Regions from separate parts of the Rattus norvegicus genome. Here region 1 is linked to region 2. Evidence: chromatin contacts called from public Hi-C data. All regions are on one chromosome and are shown on one strand. Each heading gives the region's core, a stretch centred on a gene start, on an enhancer-like site or on the middle of the called end of the contact. The rest is flanking DNA. Distances are from core to core; before and after follow the strand shown. Region 1 overlaps Hivep2 (HIVEP zinc finger 2). Region 2 holds the start of Hivep2 (HIVEP zinc finger 2).

Evidence for each region. Hi-C and Micro-C count contacts between places; a contact is called where the count stands out from the background.
Region 1: a Hi-C map of mammary epithelial cells shows a contact between it and region 2, with 2.8 times the contacts expected there. The contact joins the enhancer-like site here to the promoter of Hivep2 in region 2. A contact is called at or near these places in 4 of 12 Hi-C or Micro-C datasets (the A7r5 cell line, the Rat2 cell line, kidney and 1 more).

The regions. Positions count from the first base shown.
Region 1 is chr1:10,234,583-10,240,571 of GRCr8, reverse strand. All of the region lies in intron 1 of Hivep2 (HIVEP zinc finger 2), which reads right to left. Among named protein-coding and RNA genes, the nearest start is that of Hivep2, 58 kb to the right of the region's middle. Within about 2 kb of position 4,146, at least 27 of the 93 cell types and tissues checked have an H3K27ac peak or open chromatin away from gene starts, as enhancers often do. A contact at or near this core is called in the A7r5 cell line, where this site is marked.
Region 2 is chr1:10,174,854-10,181,042 of GRCr8, reverse strand. It overlaps Hivep2 (HIVEP zinc finger 2), which reads right to left and starts at 1,641. Exons shown (of 9, transcript NM_024137.1): 1 at 1,411-1,641.

The DNA of each region.
Region 1 (5,989 bases), core at 2,897-5,396, 57 kb before region 2:
ACTGGACCCCTGGGGCTCTCACACTCTGAACCACACCAACCAAGGAACATACACAGGCTGGACCTAGACCTTCCCTCACACATGTAGTAGATGTGAAGCTTGACTTTCATGTGGGGTCTGAACGACTGGAGCAGGGGCTGTCCCGAAAGCTGTTGCTGGCATGTGGGGTATGTGAGAGAAGAAACGCCTAGCCTCAAGGAGACTGGATGTGCTGAGGGTTAGGGCCCCAACCTGCTCATAGGAGAAAGGAATGGGGGGGTGGGTAAGAATTATGGGAAGGGGTGACTGGGAGGGGACAGTGAGAAGAATGTAAAGTGAATAAATAAAAATAAAATAAAAATAATAATAAATGAAAAAAATAAAATTAAAAAAAAGATCCCCTCCACATAGGACGAGAGGGGACTCCTTATGCTCTCTTTACATTTTTTGAGGCAGTTGGTTATTGTCATCAAACTTCAGTGAACTTAGATGAAGAACACCGTTAGTGAAATTATTTTAACTCTAGCACCCACTCTGGAACCCCACTTTCAAGTCGCAGAAGGGCTAAACCCAAGGGTTTTTTGAGTTACGCACAATTCCTCTTCCTCTGAGTGAAAAGGAACAAAATAGCATTTCCGTCGCAAGTCCCCACTCCCCTGTCTTCTCTATTTGCCCTCTGTCCTTCTCCTCTTACTTAGCTTCTAAATTGTTTGCCTCGTGAAAAGTATTTTACAAAAGTCACCACTTGACAAGAGCTCCAAGTCTTGCTGGTTGGAAAGATGAGTGCCTCCTGGTGTACCTACACATCAGTCACTGGTGAGGGCTGGGGGTTGGCTCTGCCAATCGTTGGCACAGGGTGATTATGACAGTGCACTCAGAATCATAGACAGTCTTAAGCAATGACTAGCTTGTTGCCATTTTCACGGCTGCAGGAGGATGCTGCATGCTCACTGTTGACATCAGATATATGATGATGTAAGAGCTTTTTAGCTCCTAAACCCAGAGAAGACCCTATGAGTGAGCCTGCCCTTCAGCCACTATCAATAAAATGGGTCATTTCAGGCACAGAGTCCATCTGTCTACAATGCTTCCTGGACCTCATCTGTGCAATGGCTGATGGGAAGTGAAAAGCATCTCAATTCTCAAAACTAAAGGATCCTTGCCAATGGCCTAGGAAAGTAGAAGACTCATTCACTAAATAAAATATCTCTTGTTCCGAAGAATGAGCTCCATCTTGAGCAGGTCTTTTGACTTTCTAACTCTTTCTAACTCCTCGGTTTTATGACCCTTAACTGTAGGTACTTTGAGGGAGGGGTTTCTACTTAGTCCTTAAACAACACAAGAAAATTAAGTTGTTATCCTGCCTCAGTGTTGAAGGCTGCTACTAGTGTTCCGGTGATTCTGCCCAAACGACAGGAAGTATAGCCTATGGATTGCTTTGGGAGACAAGGGGCAAGCACGAACTGGACACAGAACCTCCTGGGATTCTTCACTGATTTTCCGTGCCAGCAAAGAGCACATGCTAACCAGGAACCTTCTTCAGCTGCTCTGACCCAAGTTGATAAAACAGTCACTTACCCTGTACTCAGACAGAGTGTCTACAAGCAATGAGAGTGTCTCCATAGAAACCAAGTATACAATGGAATCCACTCAAGGGACAGGATCTGCTCTGCAGAAAGGCCATTTGCAGCCAGGATCTTGCTCTAACTTACGTTTGCGCATCAAACGCATGTTATTAAATCTTCCACCTTTAGAGTTTCCCAATGCTGAAGATGACAGAAATCATCCTTCACGAAGAGAGAAAAGGGTGCTGAGGAGGAAAGATAGATCTGCATATATGTAGTTACAAAAAGGCCAAAGCAGATTCCGTGCTAAGCTCTGCCAAAAGAGAGAACGATTACTCTTACCCATTAGCATGTAGCCTCAAAATCATATTCTCTTTCCCAAACAGAACCTGTCATCAGATTACCAAAACGAGGCTATCCTGTTCAAACTCAACCAGTTCTTGTGTGGAATAAGCACAATGCAGTCAAGGGACAAGCAGCTATTCCCTCCCACACAAATTATAATCTTCTGTGAAATGTATTTTTAACGAAAAAATACATAACCCTCCTCCGTGTTTGGCTCTGCACTCCCAGTCCTCTCATATAAAAGCGGACATTCATTTTAAAGAAAGGGAGAAGAACTGTATTCCTTCTCAGAACATCCCCCACACCACAGAGCACAGGGGAATGGGAGCACCTTACCCTTCAGACCCATCTTTCCACACAGTGTCACTCATCAATAAGCAAACCGTGTTGCCAGTGGCACCTTGGAGATATTTCAATGAAACCAACCAAGAGTGGGCTCCGCCCATGTTTAAATGATTCCTTTCTAAGCAGATGCATTATGAAAGCTTAATTCATTATATTATCAGTGACTCAAAACCCATAGCTCTGAATTTCAATCTCTCACAAGTTTTCGAGTGATAAATTGCGTGCTGTGTGAGTCACCTTGCTTCTCCAAGGAGCAAGTTTTCAAAGGGAAAAGTGCTTTGGTAGGTGAGCTTTGCAGTGGCACCCAGCGCCTCTCTTTCTTTCTCCTACCGTCATTTGAATTTTAAATGACCCAAACTGAAACAATATGACTTGGCAGGTGATAGATTTTTGCCATTAGGAGGGCTCATTTGAAAAGAAGAGGCAAAAATAATTACAAAATGTCCCATGCCCACTTCACGGAACAGAATGAAGCCAAAGGGCTATGAACAAAATCCTTCCGGTTTCTTCACCCCACACATCTCTCTCGGGGTACTAGAGTCTGGGATTTTCTCCTAATTTGGTTCCTAGGAGGCAAATCATCAGGAAAGTTGTTGCAGCAATACTGGTAATGTTACATTAAGAGAAAAATGCCCTTATTTGGGAAAGGGGCAGGTAACAGAATTGGTAAGGAAAAAAATCAGTAATTTCTTTTCATTGTGGAAAACATCTTAAAAGACCAGAAAAGTAATTCTACCTAAATGAGTAAATGTTATAATTGCATTTCAGTAAAAAGACTGTTTACATTTTGTCTAATTGGCATTTAAAGAAACCAAAGTCATCACCAGAAAGCTCACCACCCACAGAGGCAGCCCTGCCTCCCATGTGACCCCCACCCACCTGCTTAAGCCCCGCCTCCCTTCACTCTACAGGAAATTGGGAATCACTTTTGCAAACAAGTAGCAGGAGGGAATGATAAAAACAGGAAGGTAAGATAAAGAGGAGGAAAGAAGTGGTGGGGAGACAGACAGACAGACAGACAGACAGACAGACAGACAGACAGACAGACTTGGAGAAAGGACATACAGCTTTTTAGATAGTGGGTCCAATCTCGCTACAGTTCAGTAATCTTACACACGTTTGGAAGAAAAAAAAAGTAAAGAAAGCAAATAAAAAAAAAAGTCCTGTGTGCTAGCTATCGTTTATTTCCACACATATACACAAACGCACAGCTCTCTTCTCCATAGCTTGTCAAAATAAGGTGCAGGTTAAAAAAAAAAAAATCAGTGCCAGATGGACAAGCCAACACAAAATCCTTACCATTGTGCTTACTGAACATCTTAAAATTTAAAACCTCTGCTCTTATTCGTGGTTAAAAAAAAAAAAAACCAACAACAACTTAGCAGCTCTTGGATCAATCCAGCCGATTTGAAAGGCAACCCCTTAACTAATTAAAGAGTCCTATGCTGCTCTACCCAGCCCAGAGTTGTTCCCCCTCCCCCGTGCAGCCCACAGCGGGGGGTTCTAACTATCCACTTTCTCTCGGGTCCCGGAAATGCACCTTTCCCCACGGGCAGCCACGGAGAAGAGCTAAGGAACGGGTTGAGCCAGGGAGACCGCTGCTCACAAAAGGAATTCCCCTCCCTTCCCCTCTTCCTCCCTCTCCCTCCTTCTTCTGTCCCTCCCCCCCCCGTCATCACTGGTGAATAATATCCCTCACTACCTGCCTCGATCAACACCGTGAGCCCCTGTCTTCAGGCATGCAGGGAATTTAACAGGCTGGAAATTCCTGCTGTCCATTCGCTGAGGTCACAGATCAAGCTAAACAACAGCCGTGGTTCCCATCAATCATAAGTCACTCGCTGGTAGAATGTATGGAAGGAGACTTGATGTAAGCGAGTCACCAGAGAAAATACCCACTGATGACGCATATCCAGGCATAAAAATAGTCACAGGGCCCTCAAAGGGATTATTCAACAGCCTACATTTAGACTTTCTTACAACAGACCTGAAGTCAACGTGCCACAGTAAGGGGCTGAAGTTTTAAGTTCAACAGACAGAACCAGGAATAGTTGCTTTAACTATGCTCCCACCACAACAAGCTGTTTAGTAAACGTTAGCATCCCTCTCAAAGCATCAGACAGCGCCAATCAGCCGTCTCACAAAATGACACATTGTTGCTAATTCTACTCACAACTTTCAAACGACGATTTTCGCTTATGACACACCTGGCCCCAAAACATTAGACTCAACCAGTCGGGAGATACATAACCGTGATTGCTTCCTGAATCAAAGGTAGGAAAATAATGCAAACGGCAGTTAGGCATCTTTTGTCTTTTGAAAAACGTGCTTTTAAGTGGGATAAAACTCAATGACAAGGTAGACCAAAGAAGTGGACATTTTGCTCACTATCTTTGCAATTACGATTGTTCAGAAGCGGTTGGATCATTTATAGAAATAATTATGGCGTGTGTTACATACACCTGCTGCATGTGGAGCATTTAGGTGCTAATTAGGGTTAATAACTCATAATAACTCATAAGCATGACCACTGTTCGATAAATGGGTGCATGAAAGTAAGGAATGATAATATCTTAACCGAGCAAGTGACAAGATATTAATGTATTAACGATGACATAAAGCCCGAATTGTTAGGTCATTATTATTATTATTATTATTATTATTATTATTGGAAAATATCATTTTACATGTATCACAATTATAATAACAGTCAAGTTATTTGTTCCTTCTCCATCCTACTCAAACATATGCACAGCTTGCTACCAGCAGAACTTGCAGATCAGCAAAGGCTGGGTTTTGGCATATTTTCTATTTAAATATCTAAAAATGTCCCCGCACAAGTTTCCTTTAAGCAAATGTGTCACCACGGTGAACAATGAAGGAAACTGGCTATGACAGAGCCAAAAATTCTGCCTCAGGATTTGAACACCTCGCCTACTTGCTGTGCCCTCCCCCTCGTTAGCCTTACTTGGCAATTCTCCTAATGATGCACACATTTCCATCGCTACCGTGCAAATTATCAGCCATACAGAACGAGTCTGACGGAGTGCATCTCTGGTACCTAATGTTACCGGCTGTCCTGCCTACGGGGCGAGCAAAGGGCTCTTAGCAACAAGGCTGTCACTTTGACAGAGCATTCTGGGCTTTCGTGTAGAAGTGTCTGACTTCTCTGGAACTGCAAAGGTGACACCTTCCTCTTCTGGTAAGCTCTCCACCACTTTCCTCAAGTATGATAGCAGGGCTATAAATACAGGTGAAAATTATTTTTAGTTCAAAGATTTTTTCACAGGGTGCTCAAGTTCCTCTCCTGTGCATATGTGTCGACAGTATGTGGCCTAGTTTACAGACTCTGAACGGAAATGTTCACGGTGCCCACTGTTGAGTATCACTACGCAATGCGGAAGAAGCAGATGTGTACCTCCATCACTTACGTCATCCGCACTGCGCCGGTCCAAACACCTCAAGCATTAGCACCTGTATTAGATGCGAGACCAGGGGGCAACCTAAACACGGGGGAGGGCCTCATTTCACAGAATTCCACTGTTTGCTTTTGATAGCAAACAATAAAGCAAATTTAAAAATCGAAAAAAATAATCAGATGAGACATAATCCGCTTTTTCAAAATGATAGTGCTCTATAATTTAATGACTCAGAAACCAAGATGATTCCCATTAATTGTATACAAGCTCGTGGCTTTTAAATAGCTCGAAAGGAGCAGAAATATCCAGGTTTCATCGTACTTCATAGACATGATC
Region 2 (6,189 bases), core at 392-2,891:
ATCACTGAAATTTTTATTAATATCGATCTTATTAATACTTCAAGTAATTTCTAGGTTTGATCATTCACGCAAAAGAAACTGTTGAAGAGAAAAAAAAAAAAACAACAGCCCTGATGAGGGCTGAGTTGGCAAAAACAGCAACAACAACAACGACGACGACGACGACGAAAACAAGATATATACAAAAACAGCCCTCCTGTGAATTACTGAAGTCTTGCTTTGAGAGTGCAAGAAAGTACCTGTATAGTATTTTTTTAATAATTTGGAGTTATTTTTAAAATGGCAGAAAAGGAAAGAAGAAAAAAAATCAGTTCAATTTTCCTATTATAATGAAAGGACCGGAAGCAAGCCTCTCTGTGTTCATTTTAGGCCTAAATAACTGTGCAGAGCATAAGGGTTTTGCAATGTCAGTTGCACACACAGCTTCCTGTGTGAATTCTAAGCCATTACAGGTGTTCTGGGGTTTCCAGTGTAACCTATTATCAAGAGATTCCTCTGGTCCCTTCTATGCTAGCCCCTCTGCCCTCAGCCCAAGCACGTTACTGCGGGTCTCCTCCTGGCGTCTGTGTTACAGACCCTTTCTCTTCCCTGTGCCTCCGGAGGTGAGAGCGCCCACTTTCCCTAGGCGACGCAAGTCAAAAGCTTTCGCATTCAGAGGACTAGTTCCTGCAGTCCTTTGCACTTAGATGCTTTCAAGTAGGCGAGTGAGGCGAGCCACTGCAAGAAACGCTCCTTCCCCTCGGTCTCTTCCCCCCGCTAGAAGCTGCATCCCTGCAGCACAACATCCAGAGACCCTCTCCGACCTTCTAGCCTCCACACAAACTGAGCTTAGAGGGTTGGGGTCGCATTTTCTCCCGTCCTCTGCTGCACTGGGTATGTTATGTAAGAGGGACAGGACGCGGGAGGCACATGCGTATAAAGCGCACCGATCTGTGATAACAGCTGGGATGGCAAGGCTAATCTGGAGTCGTACCCCCACCAAATACGACAGACAAATCACCCCCACCATACACACACACACACACACACACACACACACACACACACACACACACACGCACGCACGCACATATAGAAGCTATGTTTTCCTGTCTTAGCCCTACCAGCACCAGACGCACAGAATGGAAAGGAGGGGGTTGGGGGTGAAGGGAGGTGAGAGGTGCGGCGGCAGCAGCACATCTGCTTTGATAGCAGCCAGCAGAGCCGCCGCGGCAGAGAGCCCCTCGTTAACCCCCTTCCTGTGGCTGCACCACGTCATGGAACATTCCCGGAACGGGCCAACGTTCCACCCACTTCAGGGAACAGACATAAAGGCGCAGACCCAGCTCCTCGCGGTGCACTGCCCAAACACACATGTTTCTTCCCGATCCCCCGACCAGAAGCACAAACAAGCATGCAATCCGCCCCCACCCGTCTCCACGCGCCGGGGGCCAGCCGGCGGCGGCTGGAACTGCTCTGCGGCCGGTGCACCCGCAAGGCGAGGGCGCCTCCGCCTGAACCTTCCATGGAGACAGTCCCCTCCTTCTTCGCTTCCTTCCTTCCTTCTCTCCTTCCTTCCTTCCTCGCTCCGGAGGAGAAAGGAGTCACCGAATTGCCCAGCGCCAGCGCCTCCGCCGCGCTCGCTCGGCCGCAGGCCGGCGGCCCGGCCCTTGCGGTCCGCTCGCCCGCTCGCCCGCTCGCCCGCCCGCGCCGCCCCCAGCCCCGCGCCGCGCCCCCTCCCCCGCTACCTGACAACGGGCCGCCGGCCGCGGCAGCCGCAGCGGTGGCCGGGCGGTGCGCGCCGGTGCACGTCCCTCATTAGTAACCAGGCACATTCCTGCCTCCAGCGCTCCCGCGCGGCCCCCTCCCCCCCCAGGACATTACGCAAAGCAGCCTCCCCTCATCTGCATAGAACCTCGGCCAGGGTATTCCCCGCATTTCCCAATGCGCCCGACCCCCCTTGCCTAGGTCTCCCCCATCCCCGCCCCCTCCGACCCTTACCCCTGGGCCACCGGGAAAGCGGCCGGGGGCGCGCGCCACGGAGGGGGCGATGGAGTTGGGAGAAGGCGATTTCAGGGTAAAGTGAAACAAGCTCGATCTCTGGTGCAGGCAGGAAAAACACGGCACCGAGGCCACTTACCGAGCCGAGAAGGGACCTAGATTCCCGCCGCTCTGCTCTGCCGGCGGCCGGTGCGCCCTCCACGCACCCCAGGGCTGCACCCAGTACCCAAGAGTCGAGGCGTGGAGGGAGGCTGCTACCCAGCCAGGAGACCTTTCAAGTTGCTCGAGCTCCGGCAAGCTTCAATGTCCAAGACTCAACTTGGCAAATACTTGTGCCACAGTCACCGAAGATGTCTTTTTTTTTTCTTTTTCCTTTTTCTTTCTCTTTTTGAGGAGACCCTCCTCCACCGGGGAGAGACAGCGCACGGCGGCGCCCCGCTCTCCAGCTCTCCACCCCCTCACCTCCAGCCCGCCTCCCGCCGGCCGCCAGCCTCCCGGCCGCGAGCCCCTCGGGCGGCTGTCAGCTCCCGGCAGTCCGGGTGACAGCGGCCGAAGGAGGGCGCGACGCGGCGGGCGGTGGGGGGGATCCTCGCAGCCGCGGCGGCCGCTCACCTGTAAAGTCACAGCAGCGCAGGAGGAGGAAGAGGAGGGAGAGGAGGAGGGGAGGAAAGCCCCCCGATGCCCTTGTTCTTGCTGCCGCGGCCGCTCCTCGCCCAGGCTGAGCGTGTCTGGTGGGGGGTGTCTGGTAGCATTTCCTTAAGGACAGAGGGAGGGCGGGCGCGGAGGGAGGGAGGAGGGAGGGAGGCGATCCCCACCGCCAGCCCAGGCTCCTCTTGCCTTTATTTATATATTTATTTATTTTCGGACACTGTTAGGAGATGGAGCCAGGGCGGGGGCCAGGGCGGCCAAGCTGGGGCTCGAGCCGCCGGGACCCGGGCCGCAGTTTGTCGGCGTGAGGGAGCCGCAGCGGCCGCCTCCCCTCCGGGCTGTGGACGCACCGGGTTATTCCTGGCAGCGCCTCCCCGAACAGAAGTTACTAGGAGGAGTGCGCGGCGAGGGCGGGCGGGGGAGAGGCGAGGGAAGGGAGGGAGGAAGAGGGAGAGACTCAGCCAGCGACGTCATCGGATCCCCCAGCGCGTCCCTGGGAGGGAGGCTGAACCAGAAAAACCAGTCTGGAGCCGGCCAGCGGGCGAAGGATGTGCGGTGCGCCCAGCGACCCGGACTGGCCCCGCTGCCCCGCTGCGGGTGCGCGGGTAGGGAAGGTCGCGGTCGCCCTTCCTTCCCTCGGAGCCGAGATCTCCCCTGAGAGCGGGTATCAGCTTGCCACGCAGAAACACTGGGACGTCTGAGCAGTCTGAGAATTTCCTACTAGGGTGTGGAAACCTCCGTGCCCATCCCCTTCCCTCTCTACCCCTCTTCCCACGTACTGGTTCCTTGCCTTCCTAGGGAAGGAAATTAGGTATCAGTGGGATCCTTACATTTTGCCCGGGTACCAGGGATCTCTCGCCTCTTCACCTTCCGACTGCACTCACGATTTTGTTATCAATTGAGGGGGAAAATTTTTTGCTGCAGCCCCTGGAACTCTCAAATGTGTTTCACTAGCATTTTCCGTGCCCCGGCGGAAGCACGAAGTTTTCACGCGCTCGAAATGCCCCAGTTGCTTTTCCCCCGGGGTCACTCCCCAGGGCGCCCCGGGTGCACCCTGCTCAGGAAGCCGCCCGCCCTCGTCCGGGTATTCAAATAGGCTAGGGCTGAGACGCAGGGAGCAGCTGCCGGCTTCCTGGGGGGCCGCGCGGGCAAAGGGGGCGAGCTGCCACCTCCAGCTGCGCGCTTCTGGTTCCCTGCTAGGGACTGAAATCACACCCAGCCCTGGGAGAGCTGGGCGGGGCGGGGGGAGGGGAAGGGAATCCCAAGCGAGTAGGGGCCGGGACTCTGGCTTCCTCCCCAGCCCGGCAACACCCGGGGGACACCGGGGCTCCCTCGGGCCGTTACCCAGCGTGTGTGGACTCGTGTGCACCCTCAAGGGAGGTTCCCAGGAGGTCGCTGCGCCGGAGCGCAGACTCTGGCTTCTGGGCGGTGCCGGCTCCCGGAGCGCCTCCTCCGGGTGGGCACAACGCAGGGCTCGACCGCGCGCCACCCACCCTTTGGATCCAAGCGTCCCTCCGCACCCGGGGCTGTAGCACCCTCTCCCCACCCGCCTGTCCGCGCCACCGCCCAGCCTGGGGCGGAGTAAACAAGAGACGCACAAGATTTGACCTGGCGCGACCCAGCTTTCTGGCCGGGGTTCCCCCGGAGCAGGTGACTCCGTGGGAGGGGTGGAAATTAGCCTCTGGAATTCCAGGCCTGAGACTTGAACTGTGGCTCTGCTTTAAGGCAGGTAATAACTATGAGATGTTTTAGGTCTCCAGTCTCAGTTTTCGCAGTTACCAAACGTCAAGACACTTAAAAAAAATCGTTACCCTTCTCATTACAAATGCATATATTAAAAAGGAAGGACCGCCTCTTTAAATGAGTTGGAGAATAACGCCTTTGGTTTCGTTTTGGTTTTGGTTTTCGTTTTGACCTATAAACAGTATTATGAGAGTCTCCATGTTGTGACAGCATCGCTGTGAAGAGCGACTCTACAAAATGCACTTTTAATCATTTTTAGGAGAAGAAAATCTGGAGATACGGGATAAACTTCACTTTTTTTTTTTTTTAGATGGATCTCAAACTCAGGGCCTGCTTCCTTTTAAGCAGCCTCTCCTTTCACTGTGCAAGTTCCTTGATATTCAGCTCCCTTTGCCTTAACTAAAAAGCCTTAATAGAAAAAAAATCTACCAAGCAGCATTTTAAGTTATATCTTTAAATGTCTATTTAAAATCCAAATGTGATTTTCAAAAAGTTTTCTCCCCTGCTTTCCAGCCCACCTGCTAAATGTGCCGAAAGTCCGTTTTATTTAATTGCTTAATAGAGATTACTCAGTTTCTTTAAGAATCCAATTTCCCTTCAGCAAACACAACACAGCAGCTGCCCAAGCACTCAGAACTGAGCAAACAGAGTAGCGGGCAGCTTTGCTTGGGTGGCATGAATGTTACTTGAAGTCTTAGAGCTCTTTAAAAGGCTAAATAAAGTAGGGTATGGTGAATTCTACTATATTCAGGTAAATGAGTAGTTGAAGTGCTACTTTAAAAGGGAGACAATGTAGAAACAGGAAGGTCTAATCCTACAACAGAAGGACCACTGGAAACATTGTCTCTAATCAGTCTTTGACACTTTTTTCAATGATTGCTTTGTCTGAAAATCATCAAGCTTCAAGGAAGATAGTCTGGACTGAGTTGTCGAATTGACAACTGTTGAAAGTATGTATCAAGGATAATGCCAGCTAACAGGTGACCCTGTGGGAGGGAGGGGCAGAAGTTAGCCTCCGGAATTCCTGGCCCAAGGACTGAACCACAGTTCTGCTTTAAGACAAGTAAACTGCCAATAACTGGAGTATCAACTGGAACAACACTATTTTCTGTTCATCAATCGTTGCTTTCTCTCTAATAGGCCCACGATTTGCTTCATGCAAGCCACTGTGTACAGAATGCAAACCAGTGCTCACCATTTCAAAGCCAGATGCCCATGGGACTCCGATAAAAGGCACTTTGGGGCTCCTGTCTCCCCCACCCCCATCATACTCACCAGCCCCACAGGTTTCACCTCCTTGGCCTGCCTTTTCAGCTTCTCTTGGAATGATCGTACCACCCATGCCTTCTAAGCAAATCTCTTTTATAACCCATATTGTACATCTATATCCCGTGCACACTGCTCACAATCTGGATATTTGTCTGCTTACAAAGATGGATAGGAGAGAAAAAAATCTCTTCCTCCAAAGCTAAAGATGATGTTGGTTAGAAAACTGCATGCTACCCATAAGAAAAGCCCCATGGGAAGTGAGGATAAATAAGGCACACTGGACCCTGCTGGAGCACCAACAACCAGGCAGAATTTCCACCCCAACACTCACCCTGCTCTCTGCATTTCGCATTTTCTAAGTTAGCAATCTGCCTTGTGAGGTGTTAAGAAACTAAAATACTAATAGGTCTGGGCACACATAGTTTTTTATCCTGTGGAAAGAAAAAAATTGCTGACACTGAACACGTATGTATGGAGAATGTGCTGTATACAGAAGACACTTCCGACACACCAGTGAGCAAATGAAGGAACTGTAAAGTCAAGGACTTT